Regions from separate parts of the Cricetulus griseus genome. Here region 2 is linked to region 1. A link is a contact called in public Hi-C data. All regions are on one chromosome and are shown on one strand. The core of a region is the stretch at or near the end of the contact, and the rest is flanking DNA. Distances in the headings are between cores, read along the strand shown. Region 1 overlaps Cnnm1 (metal transporter CNNM1). Region 2 has its middle 22 kb from the start of Hpse2.

What was found. A called contact is a pair of places that touch in the nucleus more often than the background predicts.
Region 2: a Hi-C map of the CHO-K1 cell line shows a contact between it and region 1, with 2.6 times the contacts expected there. The contact joins two enhancer-like sites. A contact is called at or near these places in 2 of 8 Hi-C or Micro-C datasets (the CHO-K1 cell line and fibroblasts).

What each region holds. Positions count from the first base shown.
Region 1 is chr3:18,069,157-18,074,209 of CriGri-PICRH-1.0, reverse strand. It overlaps Cnnm1 (metal transporter CNNM1), which reads left to right. Exons shown (of 10, transcript XM_035443066.1): 9 at 394-495; 10 at 1,723-1,802. The coding sequence ends at 1,802. Among named protein-coding and RNA genes, the nearest start is that of Got1, 26 kb to the right of the region's middle. Within about 2 kb of position 2,344, at least 2 of the 6 cell types and tissues checked have open chromatin away from gene starts, as enhancers often do. A contact at or near this core is called in the CHO-K1 cell line, where this site is marked.
Region 2 is chr3:18,163,684-18,169,165 of CriGri-PICRH-1.0, reverse strand. No RefSeq gene overlaps it. Among named protein-coding and RNA genes, the nearest start is that of Hpse2, 22 kb to the left of the region's middle. Within about 2 kb of position 1,630, at least 1 of the 6 cell types and tissues checked has open chromatin away from gene starts, as enhancers often do. A contact at or near this core is called in the CHO-K1 cell line, where this site is marked.

The DNA.
Region 1 (5,053 bases), core at 1,095-3,594:
CACAGACACTAGGCAAGGCACACAGTATGTTCTCCTTTCTTGCCAGATGGCATCTGAGGAGAGAGGATTATTTCTAACTCAGATTAGACTGTTGGATTGCAGCTCTTGTTGTCTCTGTTCCTTTTCTGGCAGTAAAAATGCGGTTTGGTAACTAATAAACAACACGCTTTAGGACACACAGTCTCTCTCTCTCTCTCTCTCTCTCTCTCTCTCTCTCTCTCTCTCTCTCTCTCTCTCTCTCTCACACACACACACACACACACACACACACACACACACACACACACAGTCACACACACAGTTAGACCCTGTCACTCACTGAGAGGTATCACTCCGAATCTCCTGCCGGGTCCTGGCATTTAGGTTGGAGACCTGAGTTTGCTCTCCTTTCAGCTTCAGAGACGGAATGCTGTAACATCCACCTGGAGCCAGAGGCCAGCCCCTGCAGCAGTGACTGTGAGGAGACCATGGGCAAGAAGCTGCTAAGAACCTTGAGTGAGTATCTCTCTCCCCGACCAAAGCTCCTTACCAAGTAGGGGGCAGAGCATGTTAGGGTCCTTCTCCCAGGGAAAGGCTTGCAAACCCTAAGGAGACACAACTCTGGAGGCCCACAATAGGGACTGAGCCAGTGCCACACCTGTGATGCTGTTCAAATCTGTCCCTTTCCATTGGTTATCTGATGCCAGGAGTCCGCAGACATGCCCCGAGGTCAAATTCTGACCTCCTTCTTTCTCCTGTTTTTTATAGGTAGAGATCTTTGGATCATAGACCCTTTTGTTTTATGTGGCCCCAGTGGCACGGTTAAACAGTCATGACAGAGACCTTAGAGGCTGCAAAACCCATAATACTCACTGCATAATCCTTTGAAGAAAAACTGTGTCCAGGAGACTCCACAGAAAGGAAAGCAGGGGCCAGTGAGATGGCTCGGTGGGTAAAGGTGCTTGCTGCCAAGCCTGAGGACCTGAGTTTGATTCCCAGGGCCCACATGGTGAGAGTAGAGAACTGACTCAGTGGTGGTCTGACCTCCACATGCATATCATGGCACTGGCACAACCACATACACACGTGCAAATGCGCGCGCACGCGCGCGCGCGCACACACACACACACACACACACACACAGAGAGAGAGAGAGAGAGAGAGAGAGAGAGAGAGAGAGAGAGAGAGAGTAAATGTTCTCAAAAAGAGAGCAGTAAGAGCAGTATCCTCCTTAGACAGAGGTCAATGGCAGAGAGAGGACGCAAATGTTCCTCTAAAAACTGCAGAGCTGCAAACAGGTGTCTCTTTCATCTTTGAGAACATTTATATAACCACTGTCACCTGAGCAAGAGTGGGCAGGAGCTGTTCTGAACCTGAGCCCTTAGGAATGGCTCCCAGCTCTACCAACGAACTCCAGTACGGGACATCAAAGACTGGGAAACTAGTACTCTTTGGGGGTGTCTGGCAGTCACTTGAGGTGGGGTTCTCCAGAGAAGGGAGAGAAGGCATTTCAGGGCCTACCCGAGTCTCTTCCATGAACTCCCCGTCATAGGCGAGTGCCTGGGACTGTGGTTTTTCCGAGAGGTTCCTCTTTGGGGTAAGTACTCCAAGGTGTAAATGTGCCGATGTCAGCACCATGGTGCAGGAGGTCCAAAGCCCTCTGCCGCATGCGGTTGAGGAGTCCTCAGCCCACTGAGAGCATCCTCCCTAGCTACAGACTGATGCTGACAACCTGTGTTTCAGGTGGTCGGAAAAGGAAGAGGTCGGCAGACGGAGACAGAGCCTCTGAGGAAAACTCCAATTTAACACCTCTGATCACATGATGAGGGGAAACCTGATTGGCTGGGTGTGAGATTCCAAGGCTTTGGGGAAAGACCCACCCTCCCAACACTTGCTTCCCCCAAGGCCTCCCACCAGTGACAAAACATTCTGCCCTCCACCTCACACCCCTCTCAGTCAGTTTGGCAAGCTTTCCCGGTTGCCTCCAGTTTGACACAGGAGATGCCTGTAATGGAAGGTGCTAGGACTGGTCTTGACCCCAACTGACAATGCCACTCTGAGGCTCCCAGTGATATTCTTTATTCTTTGGTGTCCCTGGGTCACAGGAGACCCATGTCCTGGAATTCACCACCTTTTCTTCCAGAACAAAATGGATGCTCTTTCCACCATAGTCCACGCTTAGCATTAACTCGGGAGGTGACGCAGGCAGAGAAGTGTGTAGAGTCTAGAGGGGAAACTGTGAAGGTTAGTCCCAGGAATGGACACGGATCCTTCTACCAGAACTTCAGAGTGTGGGACTCGCTGTCAGCGCCCGGATTCTCTCCGATGCCTGGGGAGGGGTGAGCCAGGGAGCCTTGAGTCACTATCTCCCAAGGGCGTGTGCGGTTGGGCTTCCAGTGATTAATCACTCCACAAGCCTGCTTCAGAAGAGGAGGGTCAGAGAGCACGGAGACCAAGTTGTGAGCCAGACATGGAACTTCAGGTTTTAAGTGAAAATCAAAGCAGGAAAACAAACTTAACAGTTGTTACAGTGAGTTTAGCCATGGAAAACCAAAGAGTGCCCCGGTCAGCCAGGAAGGATGCCCCGTGCTGTCACGGGACTTCAATGTGCTTGACACAGGAATGTTTAACGCCTATTTTTCTTTTTCACAACCCCCATCCCAGACTGCCAGCCTCTTACTATATCCCTTGCTGGTCAGCTAAGTATTCCAAAAACCTACCACTAAAACAGGGGTTTTAGTCCTGGGCTTTGAGGCAGATGCAATTCCAATCACAACCACAAGATGGCAGAAGGACCATGCATATCTAATCCGAAGAATAATAATGTAGGTATTGGGAAACAGCCAGCCTAAAGGAAAATGTAAGTCAAGCTGGAGTTTGAATTTGAGTTTCTGATTTATTTCCCACCCCTTATATACCTCCTGCCAGTATCCAGAGATGCAGTTCTGCCTGCTGTATCTCCAAGCCACTCCCAAGCCACCTCTTCCCCTCCCCCACTTAGTCAGGCAGATGGACAGCTGATAATTCCTCTATGTTATTTTCGTCTCAAAGGAAAGTGCTCGCCCACAGGAACTTTATTTAACTCAGGGGTTGTTAACCTGGGGCCATTACCCCAGGGGAGTTTGTAGTTTGACTTCAGAGGGCCTATGATGCCCTTGAAACTGTTGGAACTTAGTGTTGTATGTGTTCCAGAGACTTGGAGCTTTCTTGCTATTCTCAAAGTTCCCAGACCCACAAGGGTTTTAGTAGTTTTAAATAGTGGAACTTTCAGCCCGATGTTTCTGCAATGCAGAGTGAATACTGGACACTTTGAGAATGGAGATTAGTTATAAGTGGTCAGGCATTCTTGTCAGTGGGGGAAGGTTGGCACCCACCGAGACAGGGACCTCAGAAATCCTTGACACACCACACAGTATGATTCAACCTACACCCCACATAACGCTTGCCCACCGTCTACCAAACCACAGTTGGCATTGCCGAGAGGGCTACAGACCTTGAGAGGGAAGACTGGAGCCAGGGCTGCCTCTTCTGTGTGTCACTGACTTCACATGCCCTTGCTTAGCCTGGCTGGCCTGAGGCTCAGCCATGCATGTTTTCTAGCTAACCCACCGCCACCACTTGCTGCCTGCTCCTGCCTGGTCAGAATAGATGGTGCCGGCATTCAGTGCTGGGTGTCTCAGACCAAGGCCAGTAAGTGATGAGTTTTGAACAAGAATTGGCAAGGGAGCCTGCTGGACAAAGGAAGCTCCCTCTCATTGTCCCTTAGGCCACCAGGCCCAGACCACTGCTGTTGCATTATACCTTCCCCACTGCAGAACCTCTAAGGAGCCTGTCACCACCCCTTTCCCCACCTCCCAAAACCCCAAATTTTCTTCAGGTTAAAATAAATTTTAAAAAAAGATTTTAAATAAAGTATTTATGAAGGCTTAATAAATTGTAAATAATTTTTAAATAAAATGAAAATGTGTTTCCTGGACTGTGGCCACTTTAATTGCCCATGGAATTTCGGAGTTCTAACGTGTTTTCATCCGTGATGTGTGCTAGACAGTGCACAGATGTAAGCATGTCACATATGGCCCTGCTGCTGGGAGCAGCACTCCACTGGAGGCAAGTGTGGGGCTGGGGTAAGGTGTAGCGGGAATTCTAATTGTTCTTAATAATAAAAACCCGGAGTCAGATATCAGGGTTAATGCTGATGATCAGAAATGCAGAGCAGCCAACCACCAGTTCTTACCTCTACAGAATCTTCAGACTGAATGCCCTGAGCTCCTGTCTCCTCCCACCTTATATTCCTCTCTCTGCCCAGCCAGATCCCTGTCTATGCCTCCTTAGTGCTGAGATTAAAGGCGTGTGACTCCCAAGAACTGGCTCCTCTCTTTTAGACTGGATCAATCTCCTGTAGCCCAGGGTGGCTTGAACTCACAGAGAGATTCATCTGTCTCTGGGATTAAGGGTGTGTGCCACCACTGCCTGGCCTCTATGGCTAACTAGTGGCTAGCTCTGCACTCTGATCTTCAGGCAAGCTTTATTTGTTAGATCATGAACAAAATATCACCACAGTAAGGTTACAGGAAATTTCGGGTACTTCACTTTAGGAGGCCAGATAGGTCAGATTTTACAGGAATGAGTGGCAGATGTGGGAAGTAAGACCTGAGCCTGGGTGTAAATGGAGACGGAGGGGTGTTAAGAGGGTAATGAGAAGGGCCTGCTGAACCCATGTGACTGTGAGAAATGTTCAGGATCTTGGGGACCAGACCCAGACCTGCCTGAGACTCTGCTGCTCACACTGGCAGCTTTCTGCAGACACCTGGGAAGAAGTGGAGATGCCATGCTTCCAGCAAAGGCCAGAAGCAAGGTCAGGGAAGAGGGCCAGCTGTAAGCTAGCTCTGGAGGGTAGGACAGCCAGACAGCTGGCAAGGTGCGTAACGGCACTGTTAGTGGGCTACGCCAGAACAATCAAAGATTCCTCTCGGAGACTCCACAGAGGCTATTCATTCCCTAATACAGTAACAATTGTTTGGCTCTGGGTTTTCCTACCAAGTGTTGTCATAAGGATCCATTAGCTTATTTCTCA
Region 2 (5,482 bases), core at 381-2,880, 96 kb before region 1:
AATCTAGTCTCTCCAAAATTCAGCATTAGTTTTGTCAAAAAGTGTAACATAACATTGATCACTGAAACAGCTCATTTAGTAACTACACTATCTCCACTGCATTTTATACATTCTCTTTACAAAATTATATTTACCCTACAGCCAGGAACTATTCCATGTGTCACTAAGTATCATTATTTTGTTAGCATACAAACCCCAGGGGAGCCAGGTGGTGGTGACACACATCTTTAATCCCAGCACTCAGGAGGCAGAGACAAGCAGATCTCTGAGTTTGAGGTCAGCCTGGTCTACAGAGTGAGTTCCAGGTCAGCCAGGGCTACACAGAGAAACCCTGTCTCGGCTGAAACGGGGGTGGGGGGAGGCAGTAATATTTCGTGATTAGGCACTTGTGTAACACACTGATCCCTGTCATGCACTAGTCTCAAATAGCCTTTTGTTGTTGTTGTTTTTGCTAGCCCCTTCTTTTCTCTGGTGCCCTCAAACATTCATAGCCTCATTCAACTTATGTTTATAATGGTCTTTTATGTGTTCCAGAAGTTGTTTTAAAAATCAATGTTATTTCTTTTAAAGCTTTGCTTAGAGTCTTGAAAAATCCCATAGCTGGCAAAAGGCAGCTATTAGTAACAACAGACAAGAAACAATATTGAGTTCTATTTTCCACAGAGGTTATTAAAATAGTGACAATGACACAAACACTTAAAGGCATTTTTCAAGCGTCAGGGATGTTATTCAGTTCTTGGGAAGCAGCCTAGTACACTGAATTAAATATCAGGTAGTAACTTAGATACCAGAAAAAATATTAAAATATTATTGTTATAATACTGGGAAATATTTGCAATTATAAAATAAAGTAGACATATCTGCATACAACCATTTACATTTCTAACACCTAGTTAGAATACAAGTATTAAATTATGCTCTTCTATTATCCAGTCATATTCTTTAAATTACCTGGTCAATTCTGAAATAGGACAAGGAGGAGAAGATGGATAATGACTGCCATCTTGTGGGCTTTTACCTAATTACAGGGAAAATATTTCAAACAAAAAATGACATTGTTGGAAGTTTTTTACCCTCATTTACGTAAATCAAGATATCTCCCAGAGGTAGAAATAGTATAAAGACAATCTATATATGTATGTATTTATAATATTATAAAGCCCAAATATACACATGCACACACTCATAACACTCAAGGGATACAGAGCAATTTTAATCATTTAAAAAATATGAACATATTATGAAGGAAAAATGTTCTAAGACCTGTCAGTGCTCTTTTCTTTACATGTGTGCAGATAAATTTGATGTCTTACTGAGCACTTATAATACACTGCAGAAATAAATTTTACAGTTTGTGACACAAAAGCAGACTCAGTTTCTCTTTTACTCCTTTTTATGTACAGAAGATTCATTCTAACCACACCAACATCATCAGATGATTTTCTTCCTTTATTAAGTTAAGCTACTCACTTACAGGAAACATCTCAGGATTTGTCTGAATTGTGGGTATCAATACACTTGCACTTTGAGACCACTATTAATAAAGTAAAATATGGTTACCTAACACTGTTACACCACAACCAATCTGGCAGCCCAGTGACTAAGGAGGGGGTGGCAGTGACACATGCAGCTGAGACACGCAGCTGGACAGAGGGGGACTCCGCCCTGTGTGGAACACCATTAGAACTTACTGTGCTACTCAGAACAGCATGGGATTTAAAATGGGAACTTAACCACTAGAATTTTCTGCTTAATATTTCCAGATTTGGTTAATCACAAGCAAGTGAAACCACAGAAATGGAGACCACAGATAAAGGGGCACATATGTGATATGCAAGGTAAACAATAATTAATGAAAAACAAATTAGTTGCACAAATTAGAATATCAAGAATCAAAGACAGAAAAAATAAAACAATCACTGATTTCATTTTTGGCTGTTTAATTATAAAAGAGTAAAATAAGATATTAATATCCAGTAATATAGCTAATTTTGGCCAAGAATATAATAACAGGCACTTCTCATCTATTTCTTTTTTTCATTTCTTTTTCAAGGCAGGGTTTTTTCTGTGTAGCCCTGGCTGTCTTGGAACTCATTATGTAGACCTGGCTGGCTCAAACTTACAGAGATCCACCTGCTTCTACTTCCCAAGCTGGGATTGAAGGTGTGCTTGACCACTGCCACACCTTATCAACTTCTAGTAGACAAATAAAATGATATAATCCTTATAGGAGATAAGTTATCAATATAGCTAAGGTACTACATATTCACACTTAATAAATTTTGACCAATTCCCATTAGAAAATTATTCTACAGAAATAGTGATATGTTAAGTACTTATGGACACACATAACCACCAAGCATTATTTGTAAGTTGTAAATAATCTAAACACATAAACAAAGGAAAGGTTAAATAACTCATATTATGTCCACACAGCATAGAAACAGAATCTTACCCCACTTTCACAGCTCACATCAAGAACAGTGATAAGGTAGAGACCTTCTAGGAACAGAAACTACATCAAAAAAGACCACGTTAAAAAAAAAATGTTCTGAAGACTTCTTAGCTGGAAAATGAGCTATTTAAAAAGAGCTATTTTGGAATATAAAATGATATTAAAAATAAAAATGGCAAAAAAAAGAGTTCTCATAAGATACAAGAGTGGTTCCAAACTTTATACCATATTTAACAAATCAAATATACACATATTAGTTTGTTTTTGTTTTTAATTTGGTTTGGTTTGGTTTTCTGAGACAGGACTTCTTTGTGTAGCCTCAGCTAATCCGGGACTTGCTCTGTAGACCAGGCTGGCCTCAAACTCACTCTGCCTCTGTCTGCCACCCGAATGCTGGGATTAAAGACTTGCCATCACCACCCAGTCTCCTACTAGTTCACTAATCACATACATTTACTACCTCAGAAAACAATGTGCATTTAAAATATACAAAAATATAGCTGTAGCTCAGTACCAAAATATTTGCCTAAAATTCAAAAGGCCCTGAACTTAATTCCCAGCACTGGCCATCCTACTTTCCCCCCTTCCACTCTACCCCCAAAATATATGAAAGCATGGAAGCATGAGAACAGAATTTAGATTCCCAGAACTCATGCAAATACCAGTTGAGTTTAGTAATCCACCCACAATTACAGTGCCCAGAAGGCAGAAACAGAGGAGCCCCTAAAGGGAGCTGATAACTAGACAAGCTATACTGGAAGAGTTTGGGATTCCGTTGAAGGTCCCTGTCTCAATAAACAAGGTGGAGAGTGACAGAGGGAGACTCCTGACATCAAAGGCATGCACTACCACCGCCTGGCTCTTTTCTGTATTTTTTAATGTTCTATTAAAACCACCTACTATTTGTATAACCAAATATAAATAAAAACACTGCAACAATTTTTAGAAATTTAAAGCACACAGTAACTCTAAGAAATAAAATTTAATTCATAATGTCAAAGAAGAGTAAATTAAGAACTTCAAAATTCCAATTTTATTCTAACTATTACTGCTCTAGTTTTGTATATGTTCTGTTAAGGCCTTAAGGCAGAAATAACGTTGTTAAGTTGGGTATGGTAGCTTAAGCACTTGGAAGGCCGAGGAAAGTGGATCTCTGTGAGTTTGAGGCCATCCTGGTCTACAAAGTGAGTTCCAGGATAGCCAGGGCTACACAGAGAAACCCTGTCTCAAAAAACAAAATAATAAAAATGAAAATGATGTTAATGCTATCAATCCCTTCATCTTTAGTAGATAGCTTGGCATTATTAGATTCTTTGTCTATCGCATTGTTTTTAGTGCATCATAAACTCTATGCTGGGTATGGAGGCTCACACCTATAATTTTAGCATTTGAAAGATTAGGGCAACAGAATTGCACGTCTGAAGCCTGCCTGGGTTCACAGCAATATCCTGTCTAAAAGAACTGTAAAAAAATTCCAGAAGTGGTGACCCACACCTGTAACCAACACTCAGGAAGCAAAGGCAGGAAGGTACAAGGCCAGTTTGGGCAACATAGGCAGACCTTGTCTTTAAAAAAGTCACAAGGCATTTTATTAAAAAGGAGAGGTATCTTTCTTACCAAAGACTGCTCAATAAGACTCCTTTGAAAGCTTAAAAATGCATGCTGTAAGGGCTGACAGATTTGAATTGAAGTCCTAGCTCTGCCATGTACTAGTTGATAAAATACAAATCACTTAAACTCTCTAATCTCCAGGGATTTTTTTTTTCACTAGCAAAATGGTCATGAGAACAGTAATATCTATATCCATGGAACTGTTTGAAGAAAACTTGAAAATAAAATGCTCAATCCAATGACTGCAACATAGAGATCCACCAAAGTTGCTGTCCTTTTATTTTGATATGTTTTATATTATTTAATTTACAAGATTTTGTTTGGTCTATACTGTAAATATACTTGTTACATGAAATAAGAAATACCTCTAAATATACTTTGTAGAATTTGTCTTCAGTCCATAGCCTCATGGCAACCAATGCTTCTGAAACTTTAATACTCCCACAAATAATCTTTGGATTTCCTTAAGATGAAGAATCTGATTCTAGGTGTCCACTGTTGTGCCTTATATACTGTGATTTTTATAAACTCCCAGAGACCACTAATGCTGGTCCACTCACAACACTTACCACATCTACTTTCCAAACAAGAATGAGAAAACAAAAAAGAAGAAGAAAAGACAAATTGTGACTAAGTCAATCATTTCTAATTGTGCCACCAACAATTCCTACCTCTACCTCATGATCACTCCTAGCTCATCTCCTAGCAAATCAATAGTTAGGGCCCATAAAGATGGCTCTGCTTCATCTTGGCTCAAGGTTCAAACTATTCAAAACTGCCCTTAATAAATCATAAGACCTAAAGGTCTAAGGCTTGGCTACTGTAGGATGTTTTGATCTTGGTAGAGGATGTTTTATCTAAATAACAACAGACTTGGTCTGAGGTGTGTTTACTCTTGACCCTCAAGGCGGGATAACAAGTAATTGAGTCTAAGGGGTGGTTACCAAATGCTTGGAGGATTAAGGGAAGAAAGTCTGTTCCTTAGACATGATAAAGAAGTCTTTTGCCATGTCTCCCTTTTGGTTGGGGTACTTAAGAATATTGAAGAATAAACTTGGGAGTATTCACTGGATTGCCCTCCTGACTCTAGCCTGTGTCTCTGTCTTTTTCTTAGTGTCTTTACCTGCCATTTCTCAATCCACACTCCCCCTCTCAGGTACAAATGGGGCCAGCCGGCTGGATCTGACTGAAGCCCCACAATGATAGGTTACAACAGATTGGTACTTCAACATGGGGTTACTATAGATGGCTTTGACAATAAATAAAATTGAGTTTTATCTATTAAAAAGAAAACATGGTAAATAACGGAATTACTGACCTTAGAAGTATTACTGAACAAATATGAGTTTAAATCCAAGTTCCTAGGCTGGGAGTATAGTAGTAGGGAAAGTACTTGCTTAGTATGTATAAGGTCTT